2 separate regions of the Anas platyrhynchos genome follow, and region 2 is linked to region 1. Evidence: chromatin contacts called from public Hi-C data. All regions are on one chromosome and are shown on one strand. The core of a region is the stretch at or near the end of the contact, and the rest is flanking DNA. Distances in the headings are between cores, read along the strand shown. Region 1 has its middle 59 kb from the start of BEGAIN. Region 2 holds the start of WARS1 (tryptophanyl-tRNA synthetase 1).

The links. A called contact is a pair of places that touch in the nucleus more often than the background predicts.
Region 2: a Hi-C map of skeletal muscle shows a contact between it and region 1, with 4 times the contacts expected there. The contact joins the promoter of WARS1 here to the enhancer-like site in region 1. A contact is called at or near these places in 5 of 8 Hi-C or Micro-C datasets (F1 follicle, F5 follicle, liver and 2 more).

Annotation. Positions count from the first base shown.
Region 1 is chr5:12,229,004-12,233,188 of IASCAAS_PekinDuck_T2T, reverse strand. No RefSeq gene overlaps it. Among named protein-coding and RNA genes, the nearest start is that of BEGAIN, 59 kb to the left of the region's middle. Within about 2 kb of position 1,923, at least 1 of the 8 cell types and tissues checked has an H3K27ac peak or open chromatin away from gene starts, as enhancers often do.
Region 2 is chr5:12,534,956-12,539,140 of IASCAAS_PekinDuck_T2T, reverse strand. WARS1 (tryptophanyl-tRNA synthetase 1) reads right to left here and starts at 2,040. Exons shown (of 11, transcript XM_027457764.3): 1 at 1,920-2,040. WDR25 (WD repeat domain 25) reads left to right here and starts at 1,957. Exons shown (of 7, transcript XM_027457762.3): 1 at 1,957-2,085; 2 at 4,112-4,185. The coding sequence starts at 4,170.

The sequences.
Region 1 (4,185 bases), core at 674-3,173:
CCACTCAGAAATTTTTCTCAAATCAATTTTTTATTAAAGAGAAAACCAAATAGCTTTTGAGCTTTTAAAATAATTCACTATGGTTTTTCTCTTTTGTTAACAGACAGCAATAAGGGCAAGAACTTTTTTTTCAATGAAATAAAATTATAGGGGACATAAAGAAAAAAAAAGGAAGCTGGCTTTTTTTTTTCCCACACACTTCCAAGTTCTCATATATACTGGATGCTACTCAGTCTGATCTCTAGTGGAAGTAGTTCCATCTCTATTTCCAGAGCCCAATTCAATTAGATAACATAATAACATCATTTAACAAATTTTGGTTTACAAACAGCCAGCAAAGAGTGAAATTATTAGCTTTTCACCAGTCTAAGTTAGGCTTTGTGTCTATGTGTGTGTGTGTGTGTGTGTGTGTTCAGATATTTGATGGTCTTTCAACAATCTGCTCAGCTACATTTGCTGATCTTCTGGGGCACCTATTTTGTACATTATGTGTAATAGCACTTCTGAAAACATAGCTGAGGTTGCCTTATATTTCATTTTCTTGTATTAGGTAAATATCCTCTGTTCTTTCTTCTAGATATGTTTCCAGACACTTGGCAATCTCCTGAGCTTCTAAATTGAAGTGGTCATGTTCTCCATTGCCCTGATTGTTCGTTGGGAATCAATGGAAGATTTTGCCTGATATCCATTTGCATTAGGTAAGGACACATTTAGAGTGCACTTTTATTCTCTTTGTCATTAACTTTTCATCTTTTTCCAAATCTCACCATAAATTTCATGACTATTTAAAGCCAGTATAACTACAAATTGCTATAGTGACTCGGTTGTCACATATATAAGCAAACTGATTAGACCCTCTTCCCAGCTGCAAGATGATTCCAAGTCCAACACAAGGCAAGTGACAGGAAAAATGGATACTACTCTTTTTTCATGTCAGACCACTGTCAAGAAAGCAAAAGCTGATTGTAAAATCAATTTAATTATCTGTGATATGTCTTCAAAGGAGATGTATCAGAAAAAGAATTTCCTTTGGTTTGACACTTTGTTTTGTTTTGTTTTGTTTTTTTGGAGGAAGACATATCTGACTGTTCCTTCCTTCCTTCCTTCCTTCCTTCCTTCCTTCCTTCCTTCCTTCCTTCCTTCCTTCCTTCCTTCCTTCCTTCCCTCCTTTCTTACATCCTTCTTTGTCACCCAGATTTGGAACAAGCTGTGAGATTGTAAGCGTGTAGCTGACCACACACACGTGATTTCCAGCCCACAGTGGTTTTTGACATTCCTGGAAGATAGTGTTGGAAGCTCTGTGAGCATAGATCAAATTGTTAGAGATCTGTTTCAATATATACTTTATTTTTCATTTTGAAATACTAAATCATCAAATTTGCTAGTCCATGCCTTTTCAGCTTTGGTATGCTTTTTCTTCCTGATTTTTTTTTAAATATATGGTAGTAGTTGCCCGTGTTTGGGTGAGTGTTTATTTCCTTTTTTTTTTTTTTTTTTTTTTTTTTTTACTTTTTTTTCTTTTTTCAAATCTTCAGCAAAACTTGAAGTCTTCAGTGGTTTGAAGGTTAGCAGTTTTAGCAGGTTTTTTTGTTTGTTTGTTTTGTTTTGTTTTGTTTTTTAACCTGTACTCTATACAGTTAAAAAAAAATAAAGTTGGATAAAGTTCAAAGCTAGCAAAATGAGGAAAAGGAGGGGGTGGTGTGTGGAAATTGTTACCTAAAAATGAAAAGAAAATTCACCATTGCCTCACCAATTCCTCCTTTGTGGCCATTTTTCTACTGTCTTTCTATCAGGCCCACATGGACTTTTGCACTGTATTGATATGACAACAATGTCATTTCTGTGAGGGTAGTCACCTTTATAACAAAGTGTTAAACAGTTCAGAAACCTGCTATATGTAGTAAATCATCCAAAATGATGAGTTGCTCTTATTCTACAGTGTGTGGGCAAGAATGAATCACAACCCCAAAAGCCACCCAAAAGATTAGGCTCCTCTTGAAAAATCTCTTCATTCTCTGACTCACTCACTGTTTCTTTCCAAAAAAGCATGTGACAGACAAAACATTTATTTTCAATCAAATGGTTCTGAATAAAATAAAATAAAATAAAATAAAATAAAATAAAATAAAATAAAATAAAATAAAATAAAATAGCGATGACCAGTTTGTAACATGAACAGTATCCTTTTTTATGCCAACTCATTCACTCATCCTGTTCAATTAATTAGCTCTGCTATTTCCTGTTGGAATAAACGTTTTTTCAATACATTCTTGCTGTTTTCAAACTCATAAGAATACTGATGCTTCAGCAATATTTGAAGAAGAATATTTATGACCAGGAAAAACCACAACAAAGGCCATGAGGATGATGACTATAGTTGGCAGCTTGACCAAAGATCTCTGTGGCCAGGACAGGAGAGGGTAGCACTGTGGACTTAGAAGTACTAGGGTCAGAAGGGGTTCAGATAAGACAGGAGAGAAAATGTGTTCATATTTGTCTGTATGACTAAGCGACAATATCTGTATGGATAATCCAAGCTATTGTTGCTCAGCTCATGTCCTAAACCAGCCTAAATGGTGTTTCCATGCACCAGCATACCAGCTTCTCTCCCAGGAACATGGGAACAAATTGAATGTGTCCACATTTTGAACACGGTGTGACTCCCTCTCTCCCCCTCATGGCACTCACAGCCTTCAGGGCTCCTGTTGCATCAGCAGGCATCAACTCACCCGGCATGATGGCTGTCTTCTGGGAATGTCAGAAGAAACCACAGAAAGAGTTACATTGAAGTAGGTAAATGGGCACAAAGAGGGAGCAGACATAGGGAAGTCATGGTGGTGCCACTAATCAGGTACTCAGAAAACAACTGTGTGAGGTACATAGGAAAGCACTTAGCAAGAATGAGAATAACATCAGGGTATTAGGAAGCAGAAGATCAGAACTAGAGTAACAAAGACTTAATAGGAAAAGGAGCTGAGGTTAAGGACCAAGAAGGAGGAAAGATTTCTTCATCCAGAAGGAGACTGCCCGTATCATTGATATTTCAGTAAAGACTTAGAAGTAAATATCAATTCATCTGGTGAGGAAAAAGTAGAATTCAAAGGAAGAGTGATTTCAACAAGAGCTCTAAAAGTAACTGAGTACTATACAGATATACAATTTAGGTAAGACTCAGAGGGCTGAGCAATAAGAAAGAATTGGAAAACAGAAATAATCACACCAACATAGAAGAGAATGACTACCTATTCCCAAGGCCTGCACACATCTTGAAACTACCTGTGGCAGAACAAAAATTATTTTAAAATGTCATAAGGCTAAACCCCCAAATGCTAAGATGTGAACCTCAGGTGCGTTGAGTACAAGTTCATACCTATGCACATGTGAGGTGGGCATCCTTTTCAGTGCTTCTTTATCTGAGCAATCACTATGTATTTTATTTGCATTTGAGTGGTTACCATTGAAAGGAACTTTTTTTCCTTTAGATACTTTCCATATAACTACAAGGAGGGAGGATGTAATTTCACAGCGGTCAACAAATAGGTTAAAGGCCTATTTCAGAAATGGAGAATGAATACTTGCTGGGCAAAACTCCAGTTTTGGAGGAATGGCTTAAAGGAGCATTACTTGAAGGAGATAGCATGTGTAATCTGAAAGGACCAAAACACTCATGTTGTTATTTGTCACACCTGTAGATCTCTTGCAGAAGCTAAAGCTTATGCTCAAATATTTGTATGCTGATGGCCTGCATGATTAAACTTAGAGAAACATTAGGATTAATTAGATTCTGTATACATCCCCTCATACAAGCTGCTGCACTGTCTCCTGCTGGGGAGTTCCAGTTTGGAAGTTAATCTATTACTTGCAGCAGAGGCAATTCAAAGAGACATTTGCACTGAAGAGACCTCTAAATTAGACCAATTTACACAAATGTTCAACATTACATAATGGTAATGGACCAGATTGGAGTCTTAACTGCTCAGTTTTTCATACAAGTCATGCAGTTGGTGAGTGATTTCATGAGACAGCTCACATGACTAATAGCTCAACACTACGAGTAAGGGATCTGCAATCTGTCTTTCTATTATTATTTGTCTAATTATAACCTTTGTTACTGAAGTGCACATTTGCTGTAGAACATGAATACACTCACCTGAAAGTTGCATAGGTACTGATCAAAGCAGTAAT
Region 2 (4,185 bases), core at 791-3,290, 310 kb before region 1:
TTTATCCCTTCAGTTATAATCTAAAATGCATTTATAATCTAAAAAGCTCTCTTGTACTTAATTTTAATGAGTACATCAAACACTTCTTAGTAGTTTCCAAGAGTGGAAAACTCCTGCAATATGGACTACATTGAATTAACTTATATTTTACTTATATTAACTTATTATTTTATATATGGTTTCCATAATGGTACCTCAGGAATGTTCCTCCAACTTTTCCAAACTTACCTGATATATTGTCTTTAACTATTCTCTGATCTAAAAAATAGACTTTTATTGCTGTCTAAGAAACCTGGTGAATCTGTTATCAGCCTGCCATGAGTAAAAACCTTATTTAAAAAAAAAAAAATATTCACGCTCAGCAGCTTCCTGTACTAAATGATGATGCTTTTAGCAGTACATAGGCTCTAAGCCATTTTTTGAGTAATAATTCAAGCATCTGAATGTTTAGATATTTAGAACTGTAGATAAACAAGCAGTAACTTAATATGGTAAGAGAGAATTTTAAAACCATTATGATTCTGATTTTGCCGTATTTACATACAAGAAAATAAGCGTTAAAAGACAATAAGAAAGGAACCTATCTGAAAAATAACACTGCAAGTCAAACTGCAGCTATCTCAAAGCAATGAACATGCTATGTTGTTTTAACAACAAGGTACACAGAGATGCATAAAAGAATTTAATAAGACCTGAGGCTGATAAAATGAGATAGCAGTACAAACCCTAATGAGAAAAGCCAACTGAGAGGAAAAAAATTCTATGGAAAATATCACTGCAATTTGGCCAGCGTGGCAAAGTGCTGCATCACAGTCTGAAGTGGTTTCATTATGCAACCACCCAAGCTATTGCATGAGGTTTTTCTTGAGAGGAAAATGACATCATCTTAGCTCACACTGATTCTTAATTTCCCTGCACTATAATCAGAGGTGACAGCGACAAATTAAAAGTGCAAACAGCTGTATGTTGGAAATAGCATCCACCCTGGGCACTCTCTATCATGCCATGCCCATGAGGAAAGAGCTCTGTGCCCACGCAGAACCCCGATGACTTTCAAAGGATTTTGTACATCCAAAGGGAGCTAGCTGAACGTTCAGAGACTAAAACACGTGTTAGAAATCTCTTCCTTACTAGAGGAGGAATATGCCTCTCAAATATACGTAGAGGTACCCATTAACGATTTTATAAGAAATGGAGTTGTAAGCTCAGTGCCTTGTCATCTCCCACTTTCAGAAGGAACTCTGGAGAGCCCCTCCAGCACATATTGGTCCCTTGCTGAGCATGAAACACGAATGGATGGAGTTTAGAGGGCCCATATTCAGGCACAACGAATCACAGAAGCAGATGGCTCCCCTTTCCCAGCATTAATACCTATATAGATATATAAAGAAGCAGGTGACAGCTGCATTAGCGGCTGAGCGCGACTTCACCACGTCCCTCCCACAGCACAGCCAGCCCTGAATGCACTCACACCGCCTTTACTGAAATCGCCGCCGTCAGAAGCCTCCGCGGGCAACTTCCCCGGGCCTGGCTGGGGGCTACGCCGCGCTGAGGCCGGGGCGCCGCGTGCCGCGCAGCTGCGCCATTCCCAGAGCCCGCTCCGGGAAGCCTCGGGAGGAAGGAAGGCACCCGCCGGCTGCTGGGCGCTACCGGGCGCTCAGGAGAGGCCGTGGGGCAGCGGCTGCTCCCCCCCTGCCCGCCCGCAGCTCCCCGCTCCCGGCCGCTCCGCTCCGAGCCGCTCCCGGCCCGCTCCTGTCAGACGCGATCGTGTCACAGCCGCTCCCGCCCGGCTCCCCCTTCCGCGCCCCGTTCCGGCTGGGAAACACGCTCCGCCCGGAACCATCGTTTCCCCCCCTCCTTGCCCCCACCCGCGCCCAGCAGCCCCTCCTGCCCCTAGAGACCCCCGCAGAAGGACTCGCCATCGCGCAGCGAGCCGCGGCCTCAGCCCTGCCCGCCGCTCCGCGCTGTGCCTGCGGGGAAAAAGCCACAGGCCGGCCGCTTAGAGAGAGGGGAGCGGTTTCTGCCCGGCGCGCTTATAAACGGGGAGCAGCCGCGGGACGCCGGCTTCCGGGGGCCGCCCCTCAGGTACCGGGGGCCGCGGCGGGGCCTGGGGGGGGGCTCCTGTGAGGAGGGCGCTTTGCTCGTCCCAAAATACCGAGGCCTGCGGGGGCTGCGTGTGGTGCCGGGGTGGGTTTATGTCGTCCGATGCGGTTTAGCGGCTTCTTTGCAGTGTCCCGCAGCAAGGTGTTGGTTTGGCATCCCGATACCTGCAGGGAGGGGCCCCCTGCTTACCCCAGAGCCTCGCGCTGCCTCTTGTCTGTGTGCCTGAAAATGCAATAAAGCAGTTTTTGCAAGTCTAACCCACACGTATATCTTCATTCATAGCTTTCTGCCGGAGGTCAGCTTCTTACTGTGAGTTATTCACTTACATGGTGAATCTTGGTCGCAGTCTGTTTCCAGCCTTATGCTACAAATAGTAACTGCGTGCTGTAGTCACTGAGGTGCAGGCCTTCGGTGTTAGTACTTGGTTGGTGAGAACTGTCAAATAAAGTTGACTTGGAGGAAAAAGGGTGCTTATTACTACTTCTGTTTTTAAATGAGTTGTTCTGGAACACTTCTTAGTTATTTTTCCCTTTGAAATTGCTTAAGTGAGATGCTGTTTTAACAAATGAAGCTGTATTACTCAAAAAAAAAAATCTCTTACAGTTGTAAGTTGCTGAAGCTTGCAACTATCATAAACCACAGATAAAGACAAAATGCCCTCTAGAGGGAGATCTTGGTGCTTTTATGTGCTAAAACGTCAGTAGCCGGGTTCCAGTTAAGCATCCTGATCACTTGGAAAGGGCCTGATGTTGATCAGTGTGTTTGTCTGAATGGGGTTTGTGCTTACCAGCTTTGTTACAGAACACAGACCACAGCCTGTGATGTAGCTGTGCTGTAGGTTAAATAAAACCTGCTCATTTTAACTCAAATAGATCTCATTGTGAAGTTAAATGAGTAATCATTACAAGTGCCAGCATACTGCTCCAGCAGTAGTGTTTGTAGGACTTTCATTTGTGGCATCAACTCTGCAAATGCTTATGGACACACTGCCTTTTGGACAGCAGTCTCAATCCAGTTGCTTTTGAGGGTAGATTCTCCAACCTAAATTTCAGAAACTGTTCTGGAAGTGTTGTAGGTTAAATCATTGTAGCATGATGAGTGCTCACAGCTGAGCAAGAAAACAAAGCAGAAATAGTAATTTAATTTGCCATCTAATAAATCTTAGTAATTGAAGGGTAGCGGTGCTTTTTGATTGCAAACAGCAGAGGTTAAACATTATTTCAGACACCATCTATGATGTGAATGTAGCTAAACCTATTGTCCACATGTGCCACATAGATTTTGGAAAAAAAGATTTTTGGGATTGTTACAGTGGTAAATTATTCCAGGTTCCATATGCAATCTCAGCGTGTGATTTCTTTTTCATAAAAGTTCTGAGAAAATTAGCTCCACAGTAAACTTTATTTTCTATAAGTAAATGTGAGCGGTGAATTCAGTGTAGCTTCTGGCCTATGCCTGTTACATTAAAGGAGATAGTGGGAAAAATTCTTTATCCTGTAAGACTACCAAGTGGATCAAAAATACATTTACTGTTTTTAGTAGCCAATTGAACCCCTTCGTACTTAGCAGTATGGAAGAGTTGAAAGAAACTGTTACTGTTACTCCAAAGTACCTGTAGTATTTGTATTATTATAAATGAACATCCTAAACCACTGGCCCTCTTGTTTATGTGCGAGGAGGAGGGAGTTCTACTGCAAGTAAGGTGGAAGTGATTTGCAGTACTTACTCTGGAAGTTTGTTTTCCTTTCCACACTCATTTTCTCCTTGTCTTGCGGTATGCAAATGCATCTCTGCAATGCATTAAAAATGTATGCAAAGTGCTTGGAGGCAAATGATGTTGCACCATTGAATGTACAGATGTGCTATAATAGAGGAATACATTCCAGGAATAAATGGGAATAAAATACTCACGGATTTTGTTAAGAAAAGCATAATTTGTATCTTTAAGTTACATGTATTGTGGAGTCCATAATAAATTGTGCTCTGAATGGTCAATTTTTCATTGTAGATTGTTGCTTTGGAGATTCCAGCACTGAGATTTCTGGTGTCTGCTATATCGAGCCATAATGAGTTCATCACTGG